3 separate regions of the Mus musculus genome follow, and regions 1 and 2 are each linked to region 3. The links are chromatin contacts, called in public promoter capture Hi-C maps. All regions are on one chromosome and are shown on one strand. Each heading gives the region's core, a stretch centred on a gene start, on an enhancer-like site or on the middle of the called end of the contact. The rest is flanking DNA. Distances are from core to core; before and after follow the strand shown.

Region 1 (3,207 bases), core at 471-2,970, 1.1 Mb before region 3:
TCAAAGGCCTGGAAGTCCTAAACAGAGAGGAATCTAGAGGAAAATATACTGTAATGGCTGCTCCATGTTTACTGAATTCAATGGAGGGCAATCTGCTCTTGACTTTAGTGACTTAACAATCAGTCCACAGACTACAATCAACAGTTTTATGAGCATCCATATAAATGACACACCCTGTAGGGATAGGAAATAATAGTCAAGCAAGCAAGCATATGATGAGTACCTACAACTCCTACTTCTGTAAGATATGCTTTTCTTTAAAGACAGGATCTCATTATGCTAGACAGGCCTCAACTGCCAGAGTTCCATGAGCCTCTGTTTTCTGAGTGCAGGGAATAAAATCGTGAGCCACACCCCATCTGACCTAAGATGGATCTTCTGAGTTTCAGACTACCCCTTCCCTGTGGAATAAGGAAAGGGGTAGCCTGAAACTTTGTGTTGCCCGAGCCTGCCATAGCAGAGAGAAGACTAAGAACGAGAGGGCGCAGGCTTCCTGTGCTCGGCTTACATTATTTTATGTCCCCAGAACCTGCTTCCCAAATGATTACTGGAGTCGTGGAAATTAAGACTGTGTTAAGTGGACTACAAAACCCTGCCTTTGTTTGCCAAAGCCCACTGAAGCACCCATTGACCAATAATACAAATGACAGTAACCTCTAGAAAAGAAAGCTAATTATTCACAAGTGATGTGTCCTGCCAACCAACCAACCAACTAACAAACACCCCACCCAATCCAACTTCTGAGTATCTGCTTCAAAGAACTAGGCACAATGTCAAGATGGCTCTTCTCACTGCAGGAGGATATATAATTCACCAAAACGAGAGGCACTAATGGTTGAAGAACTCCTGTCTAGATAATATTTGCACCGAATGCACTACTACCCAAACCACATTATGTGTGAATCTTTAACAAACCCCTGTGTGTGCACATATGGACAGGATTTTACTCTGTAGCCCTGGCTGGCCAGGAACTCTCTTATGAAACCAGCTAGCTTCAAACTCAGACATTTACCTGCCTCTGCTTTCAGAGTACTGGGATTAAAGGCATTTGCCACTATGACCCCTCCCTTTATAAATAGGGTCTGACAATACAGCCTAGGCTAGCCTGCAACATTCTATGTAGACCAGGCTTGCCCTAAACTAGGGGAGATCTCCCTGGCTCTGCCTCCAAGTGCCACCAGACCCAAACTGTCCTTGTTTTTTTGAGACATGGTGTCATTAGGCGGTCCAGACTGAGCTCAAATTTGTGTTCTTCCTTTCTCTGTCCAAGTCCCTAGCCAAGATTCTGAAGATCACGCTATCTGCTCCGAGGCTGTTACAGCTCCCACACTCCAGGGATTTTGAGCTCTTGATATCCTTTGTTCTCAGAACCTCAAGGGGCCATGTTACCAAATAGTCAAATCCCTACCTGCTGATCTGAAACAATGGAGCACAATCCATTAACCCACAGATAGGCTGCCATCTAGAAGTTTGTTTCTTTTTGAGACAAGGTCTCACTATGTAACTCTGGCTGTTCTGAAACTCTCTCTGTAGACCAGGCTGGCCTGGAACTGAGAGATCAGCCTGCCTCTGCCTCCACCTCCTGAGTACTGGAATTAAAGGCATGCACCACTACTACCAGGCTTGTCTTTTAGAAATGTAACAGCAGAGACTAGAGCTCGGTGAGGTCACTGGAAAGCTTAGCATCTGTCTATTGGACAGCCTTCCACAAACAGGCCCCAGCAGGTGGCAGCAACGAGCTCAATGAGGCCTGGGTTCCCCAGGCGGTTTGCCTGCCTCCCACACCTTCTATAGTTGGCTTTGCTAAAGGCATGAGTGTGAATGAGTAAGCATTTAGGCTTGGGCAAGCAGGTAATGTGCACGTCTGCCATCTGCTATTTCAAATTACACTTGAAAAATGGGGCACTGTTCATAAACTACTTTCTAATTAAACTGGATTCATAAATGGAAAATGATGGGTTAGGCACAAATGATTTTCAGTTTAGGTGCCAAGAATGACATCTTTGTAAAATTCCAAAGAATGGTTCATTGTGAGGCTGCTAAGATCCTGTTGCACAAACAATCACACAGTTGTGGATGGATAGCAGTGGCCCAAACACAAACAGCAATCACCAGGAGCATTTCAGCAACCCAGAAAAAAGCAGCTCTTCTAACTCCGAGTTCTGTGCTTATCTGTAATCTTAGCCAAGAAAACAGAAAAGCCAGAAGAGGGGTCAACATGACATGGTAAGAAAGTCTTCACTGGGGTGGAGAGAGGGTTCAGTGATGAGAGGCTAAGCTCACAACCAAAAAAGTTTTCATTCTACAAACCAGCCGTTCCCATGCACTCCTCTTTCTCTTGGTAATGTAGCCCACGGACTCACTACAAGGAGGGAATGAGATGACCACATTCTACTCACCTGGTCAAGTAACAAAACAGAATCAGAACCATAGCACCTGACTAGGCCACAACTCTGCAGGGTTGTTTTCAAATTTCCTTAAATTTTAGGAAGTTTTAGGACTAGGTGCAAGCAGCCTGTGATTTAGTTTCTCTGCTGCCAGCCAGCCAGCCAATGCAGTTCTTTTCTTCTCCAGCTCTACCAAACCTAAGAAGCCTGATCTGCATTTTGTCAGATATTTCAGTGATAAGCATTATTTACATAATAATAACTCAACTGAACTTGATTAAGAACAGCTCAGACAGGGAGATTACCACTCCTAAGGCTTTCAGTAAGTTAATCACAAACCCTGCTTGGCATCTAGTTACAAAAACTGGCCCTAAAAGCTTAAAGCAAGTGCCCACTGTGTGCCCAGGTGGTGCAGGGGAATGTGTGTCTTCTGGGGTACCACAAGAGGAAGGGCGTTGTTATAGACAGAATTTTCTGTGCGAGTAAGTTGACTCCTTTCAGAGCAGTGGAGAGAACAAAGGACTTCCTTACTTATGAGGCAGTCAGTGACTGGAGGCACAGGCTTGCTCATTAAGAAATCAAGTACACACAGGAGTCAGCAGCCAGAGAGGGCCAGATGCTCTCAGCCCTCCAGACAGAATAAACTGGGAACAGGAGGGAAGGTGCTGCCCGGCTTCTGTGCAGCAAGGGCCTGCAGCTATCTTCTTTCCTCCTCACTGCTGCCCCACCCCTATCCTGGGTCTTCTCTGGGTTCCACTGCTGTGTTTCTTCCTCTGAAAACTCTAAGCAGCCAACAGATGGGAAGTGAAAATGGTCAAAG
Region 2 (2,993 bases), core at 464-2,963, 1.0 Mb after region 3:
GAGGGGACAGGTAACATCAATTTCTATATTTTCTGCCAGGTTTATCATCTTATTACACCACCTTTATATCATCTTACTTAGCTGGCTCTGCACTTTCCAGGCTTGGAGATGGAAGCAAGAAAAATAAATAAGAAAGAGAAAGTTCTTCCTTCATAGACAAAGGTGCAGAGCAGAAAGTGAATGGACCTGGATGTTATAAGTGGTTTTGGTGGCATAAGGCAGGTCCTTGTCCCCTACTTTTGAGTTGATCGCCTTAGATGAAGAAAGGTGAACTTACAGGCTCAAAGTTTCAAGGAAGCTTACTCAGAATTGGCCTTGACATCAGACCAGTCTGGACAAAGAAGGAAGGAAACATTTTAGGGAGAGGGAGGGGGAGACGGAGGAGGGGGAGAGGAGAGGGAGGGGGAGAGGGAGGAGGAGGGGGAGGGGAGGGAAGGGAAGGGGGAGGGGAGAGAGGGAGGGGAGAGAGGGAAGGAGAGGGAGGGGAGAGGGAGAGGGAGAGGGAGAGGGAGAGGGAGAGGGAGAGGGAGAAGGAGAGGGAGAGGGAGAGGGAGAGGGAGAGGGAGAGGGAGAGGGAGAGGGAGAGGGAGAGAGGTTGGTGTTTTGAAATCAGGATCCCCCCCCCAAGTTCACAAATACTGGCAATTGCCAGCACACATGACCTCCCCCCCACCCGCCCCCATAGCTCGCTCTTCATAAGCCCAATGAAGCTCAATGAAGAAAAACTGTGGCTTTTTAAAAAGAAAGTAAACTACCTTAAGCACCTTTTGTCTTACTTCTCTCATATTAAATTGAGGGTTGTCATTTCTGCTATGACTTTGCATCTACCATTTGCCTCGTCAAGATTCGGTAACAAAAGAAAAGAGATATTAACTAGGGGAAAAAATTGAAATCGTTAGGGGAAAATGTGATATTATAACAAGAAAATTGTAACAATAGCACACAGCATAGCTGGCAAATGAATTTTAACTTTGAGATCCCTAGATGCTCTTTAGTGAAATATATTTCAATCTAAAAAGAAATAGGGGCCCTGCCAACCATTATTAATGCTTACTTGCCTTTTAATTGATGCACACTCTTGGAAAATGCCATGTGCATCTGGGGAAATATAGTGCACACAGCATAACCATAAATCTTTTTTTGAGATCCTGAGTATTTTACTCTTTCAGTCACCCCACCATCTTTCTGGTTTACTGGCTCCCTTTTCTTTGCTAAACATTGATGGTAATGCACACATTTTCTTTTTCCAGTAAATCACCCTTTTATAATTTGGCTTCCTCTCCATCTCGGATTCCCATCAGAACGGCTTCACCTCAGGCATATTGCAACCAATTTCCCCGTAATTAATGCCATATCTGCCTCCGAGTCCATTTCAACTCCCAAATGAAAATTGATGAGGCAGCCAACCACAGATGAGGCTCACATATCACGGATGAAAGTATCAGGCTGGGTTCCGGGCTTTGACGTTGCAGGGCTGGATCATAACAGGGGGAGGGGGTGAGTTTGCTGGTCTTTTCGGTGCACATTGCTCAGAGTAAGTGTCTGTAAATTGCCATTAGCAGATGAAGAAAAAGATTTTATATGACCCCTATCAAATTCTGCCAGAAAGACTAATGTTTAAAGGGGGCTGTGTTACAGGAACTGAGACTCCACAGCACATGAAATAATGTGTCTAGACTTGATCAAATGAGCCACACAGTGCAACAAAAGTCACCGGCAAAGAGTAACTGCCCACTTAGGTCATTTCTCCCTACCCAGGCGGGATGCAAATGGTTCAGCCTTAAAGTTGCATGCTGCTTAGGGAACAAGGGAATCAAACCCTCCACCCACAAGCCTCAACCTCAGACTTCAGAGTGGGGGTTACCGGGAAGATGAACGTATAGGGTGACCATGTACCTAAGGGCAAGAGCAAGAACAGGCTCGTTCCGTTTGTTCACTCACTGGGTTTTATTTACCTGTTTTCTAGGCTCTATTTGGTGAATGAGAACAAACTGAAAAAAAAGGAAGAAAGAAAAGGAAGGAAGAAACCATTTTTTTTCCTAGTTAGGGTGATGCTCTCAGGGCAGAGTAGGAGGGGACAGATAAGTAGATGATCATTGAATAGAAGGCACTGAATGCTGTCACCAAAGAGTAAGGGTGATGTACAGTCAAGCATGCAAGCAGGTGTTTATGCATGAAGCGTTTGGCAAGTATTCAGTGTGTGTGTGTGTGTGTGTGTGTGTGTGTGTGTCTGTCTGTCTGTCTGTCTGTCTGTCTGTCTGTATCCAAGTATACATGCATCCATGTATGTATGTATGTATGTATGTATGTATGTATGTATGTATGTGCATGAAAGAGACCATGTAAAGAGCACTGAAGCTTTTAGATGGAGCTAGTGAGCCATGTTCAGAATGAGGGACTGAAGGCAGGGTGGAGCATTTCAGGCATGCAATAGCACCTTGTTTACTGTCTTCAGAAAGTTAACCATTGCTTTAACAAAGGTGTGAGGGGAGTGAACACAAAGGCTAGAGGAAAGCTTCCAGATGCAAATCCCCCAAATATTTGGCCATCAGTGTGAATAAGGCAGATGTGAACCTGACTGTGAAAAGGTGCATGCATGTGCATATATGTATGAATCCATGTATATGTATGTACATTTGTGGGTATTTCATCAGCAGTGTGTGCCTTTTGTTTGGGCATTCCTTTGCCACATTTCTTAACACATCTCAAAAAATGAAATGTAGACATAAGGCCTTTCCTGCTCCTAAGACACCACCTTTGGGTCTCTCCAGGAAAAGACTTAATATCCTAGTTGGAATTCCCTGGTTTTAGCTTCTTCCACTAATACCGGAAGCTACCCTCCAAGAAGTGTCAGGGTGTTGAGACATGGAATTCCAGAGCACGTGTCTGTTTTAGAACAGTGTGCCCTCAGTGGGAACATAAATCACACTGACTTACTGAATTCACAAAGTCAGCCTCACTAAGCCTTTGGCACCCTGTAGCATTTCCAGGCT
Region 3 (3,434 bases), core at 637-3,136:
TGAGGAACTTCTGAAGAAAGTCTGGGTTTTCAGTGCAATACAGAGGACAGTGTGGAAGGTACCTGGGATCAGAGGAGATGTGACAATAGTTAGGTCCCCTTTCAGCGCTGGCAGGCTTCTCAAGTATGTTTCTATTTCATGCTGGATGTCTTCTAGTTCTTGAGTTGTGGTCACGTTTATTCCAGTGGATGGTTTCAAAAGGCTATCCCTCCAAGCTCCCTGTAGATCTTCAAACTCAAACTCATACACCTCGGTGAAGAGTTGACCAACGTAAGCCTTCATTAACAGTTTCCTGTGCTCGGGGACAATCACCTTAATGCAGCTCAGATTTTCTTCATCAATTTTTTGTTTAATTGTATACAAAGAGGCAGCCAGGCAGGGATGGCTAACAGTCTCGAATTTTCCCGCGAGACGTGAAAAGCCATTTCCTGCTTCCAATTCACAGAGGCCATACTCCCCATCCTTTTCCTTGCTGGCATTTCTGCAACATATTATGCAAAGGAACTTGGCCTTGGGAGCGTGGTGGTAGTGAATACCATCCAGTGTCTCCAGTAAGGTCTCATGGCAGTTTTTCTGTGCATTCAATTGTAAACCAGAGAGATCAATCAAGACTGCTTCTGCCATTCTTCAATCAGGCAGTCTTTTTTGCCCCAAAGACTTTTTATGCCATAGCAGCTGTAAAGAAAAGTGATCACAAATAACAATAAATTCGATCTTCTTATAGATACAACCGAAATTTGTGGTGAACAAAAATAAATAAATAAATATAAAAATAAAAATAGGAAGTAAATTGCATCAATACAAAAAGTAACCAAAATAAATGTAGTGTGCAGAGCAGAAAAGCCAGTGCACCATTCATCCTGACAATTAAGGGCAGAGCCATCTTTTATTTTGTGAACAGCTGGGTACATTTTTATAGAATAGAAATTATGCTTTGTTTTCCTTATAGCAGATTTTAAGTACAAAATTACTTGTTGTCTGAGATCAAGTCTTTTTAATTATAGGATGTAAATCTGTTATGTCATTATCCCCATCATGTCTATAAGATTAGATCACATCTCATGAAATACTGAGGTCTCACCTTTAGGATATTAAGTTGAGCAGTATCAGCAGCCAATCTTCTTTGGGGTTGCGGTTGGGACAGGGATTCGAGGCAGAGCTTCTCTGTCTAACAGCCCCAGCAGTCCTGGAACTAGCTATGTAGACCAGGCTGGCTTCGACCTCAGACACCTGCTTGCCTCTGCCTCTGCCTCCCAAGTGCTGGGATTAAAGGTGTATGTCACCAGAAAGAAAGAAAGAGAGAGAGAGAGAGAGAGAGAGAGAGAGAGAGAGAGAGAGAGAGAAGAGTAAAGGTGTCTGTCACCATAAGCAAGCAAACAAACAAACACACTCATTTTTTAAAGGTAAAAGCTAGCCCACAGGCTGGGCTTTCCCCCCAGGTTTACACAGTCCTCCGCACTTGGGATAATCCCAAAAGCCACTGCAACTTGGATCAGGGTCGATTTCTGACCACTTGCAGATTCTCTGAACTCCCTGTCCAGGCTGGAGCTCCCCTCTGCCGACCCTGTGACCCCCAATTCTGACACCTACCATTGCTGAGCCTTCACCCCGACGCCCACCCCAACCTCCGCCCGCCCCGTAGGGCACTGGCGCCTTCATTCATTCTTTCCGCCAGCCGTGCAGGCGACCTCGGAGGAGCCTGGACTGCACGGTGTGCGTCCGTCCGTCCCGTCGCCGCGCCGACCTCCCCTCCGCCCGGGACTCACCGCAGGGCTGCTTCCCGCGCTCTCCTCGGCGGCCGCGAGCTGGGGCGTGAGCTGCAGGCTCGGCGCTCGAACCCCAGTGGCTCCCAAAGTCACCGGCCGGCCGGTCCGCCCGCCTCACCGCGTCCCCGGGCCTCCCGGCGGCCTCGGGCTCCCGCGGGCGTGCGCCCGGGTTTGGGTGTTCCCGCCACGGCCGCGAGGTGGCGCCCTGGAGACGCAAGGCCGAGCCCCTTGCGGGGGATTCCCGCGCCGCTCAGCAGTTCCGGGTCAGCGCCCGCAGTCACCGTGGAGGCCGCCTGAGGCCCGGGCGCTGAGGCGCGGGGGCCCGGAGAGCCGCGGGCGAGCGCGTCCCGTGAGGCGCCCGGAAGGGAAGGGAAGAAGCGTCCCCTCTCCCCGCGGGCCGTGGCGACTCCAGAAGGATCTGCTGACCCAGCAGTGTGGCCAGCTTGTCACTTAGCGCCCTCCAATCCGGGCTCAAGTAAGGGGACTCTGGTGACTTTTGTGGGGGAGTGGCTTTTTTTTTTCTTTTTTCTTTTCACTTTTTGTTTAGTTTTTAAGTTTCTAGTTAGTTTTCATTTTTTCCCCCTTTCGGCTGATTCTGTACTTTCATTTGGGACCAACATCCTTGACTGTTCACTTGTGTTGGCAACGTCGATTTCTCTTACCCCCCCCCCCAAGTGTGTCCCCTCACAGGACGGAATGCATTCATTCTTACAGTAGCAATAAGATAAAAATTAAGGCTCCTTTGTCCCCCAAGGGTTTAATGTTATTTATTTAAAAACAACAATTTGAAAATCAAGTACTGTTGTAAATGGAAAAATACCCACTCTTCAAAATATATGAGAAGGTAAGAGAAAGCGCATTTTCTGAGGACTGGCAATGGAGGAAGGAGAGGGCCTTCATTTTCCTTGGTCTTCCTCCAAGTGCTCAAGTGTTTCCTGAATGAGAAGACTCTAGGGGATCCGGGAGTCTAGAAGTCTTGTTAAGTGTGCACCCATCTCAACTTGACTAGCGGCCAAGGTAACCAGCCCACATAGAACCTACTCCAGGCCGTGTGATCACTTTCAGAGGGCACACATTGAATGCTCGCTGGACACTTCCAGGAACCCTGAGGGATAGATAACACAGATCTGATCAGACATGCATGCCTTGGCATAAACTTGCTGTCTGTTAAGGAAAATGGATTTTTTTTTTTAAAAGCAAGTTTAGAAGCTTTTTTTCTTGTTTTCATGTCCAAGGATGAGAGCTCAGGATTCATTCATGCAACAGCACTGGCAGTAACAAAACTTTCAAAATAGCTAAGTTGTTAGGGAAGTTGTGATAATGTATTTACATACCATTTCCTTCAGCATCTGGTCTGTCTGGGCTGCATTTCTTAACACTCTCTCCCCTTTCCCAGGCTACTACAGAGCCTCTCAATCCTGGTTGCACATGGGAACAAGTAGAACTTAATAGTAGAGTAGGTACCCCACACCCCGGCTGCAGATTGACTCAGAGTCTATGGGAGTCAGGCCTGGGCTTGTTTTGTTCTGCTTTTTTATTTTTATCTCGCAGATGATTCACATGCATAATTCATTTTGGAAGACAAACAACAAACTCCTTCTCAAGCCATGCAAGTAAAGGCTGTTCTATCGTAGGCCATCGACAATTCTTTACATTTGCTGCTTGTTG

What was found. Promoter capture Hi-C pulls out the DNA fragments that hold promoters and counts their contacts.
Region 1: a contact with region 3 is called in a promoter capture Hi-C map of stem cell-derived epiblast-like cells, with 3 times the contacts expected there. The contact joins the enhancer-like site here to the promoter of Lacc1 in region 3. A contact is called at or near these places in 9 of 39 promoter capture datasets (the HPC-7 cell line, embryonic stem cells, hippocampal neurons and 4 more), 3 of 115 datasets of contacts at active chromatin or transcription factors (acute myeloid leukemia, embryonic stem cells and fetal liver) and 2 of 9 other capture datasets (adipose tissue and liver).
Region 2: a contact with region 3 is called in a promoter capture Hi-C map of second pharyngeal arch cranial neural crest, with 3 times the contacts expected there. The contact joins the enhancer-like site here to the promoter of Lacc1 in region 3. A contact is called at or near these places in 10 of 39 promoter capture datasets (the 3T3-L1 cell line, the HPC-7 cell line, cranial neural crest and 5 more), 4 of 115 datasets of contacts at active chromatin or transcription factors (craniofacial prominence, embryonic limb bud and embryonic stem cells) and 1 of 9 other capture datasets (embryonic stem cells).

Annotation. Positions count from the first base shown.
Region 1 is chr14:75,897,996-75,901,202 of GRCm38.p6, forward strand. The region is part of intron 7 of Gtf2f2 (general transcription factor IIF, polypeptide 2); the gene reads right to left. Among named protein-coding and RNA genes, the nearest start is that of Gm52138, 8.9 kb to the left of the region's middle. Within about 2 kb of position 1,721, at least 81 of the 459 cell types and tissues checked have an H3K27ac peak or open chromatin away from gene starts, as enhancers often do. A contact at or near this core is called in stem cell-derived epiblast-like cells, where this site is marked.
Region 2 is chr14:78,058,993-78,061,985 of GRCm38.p6, forward strand. No RefSeq gene overlaps it. Among named protein-coding and RNA genes, the nearest start is that of Fam216b, 29 kb to the right of the region's middle. Within about 2 kb of position 1,714, at least 16 of the 459 cell types and tissues checked have an H3K27ac peak or open chromatin away from gene starts, as enhancers often do. A contact at or near this core is called in craniofacial prominence and second pharyngeal arch cranial neural crest, where this site is marked.
Region 3 is chr14:77,034,731-77,038,164 of GRCm38.p6, forward strand. Lacc1 (laccase domain containing 1) reads right to left here and starts at 1,887. Exons shown (of 8, transcript NM_172488.2): 1 at 1,767-1,887; 2 at 1,082-1,260; 3 at 63-675. The coding sequence starts at 624. Ccdc122 (coiled-coil domain containing 122) reads left to right here and starts at 2,042. Exons shown (of 6, transcript NM_175369.4): 1 at 2,042-2,241.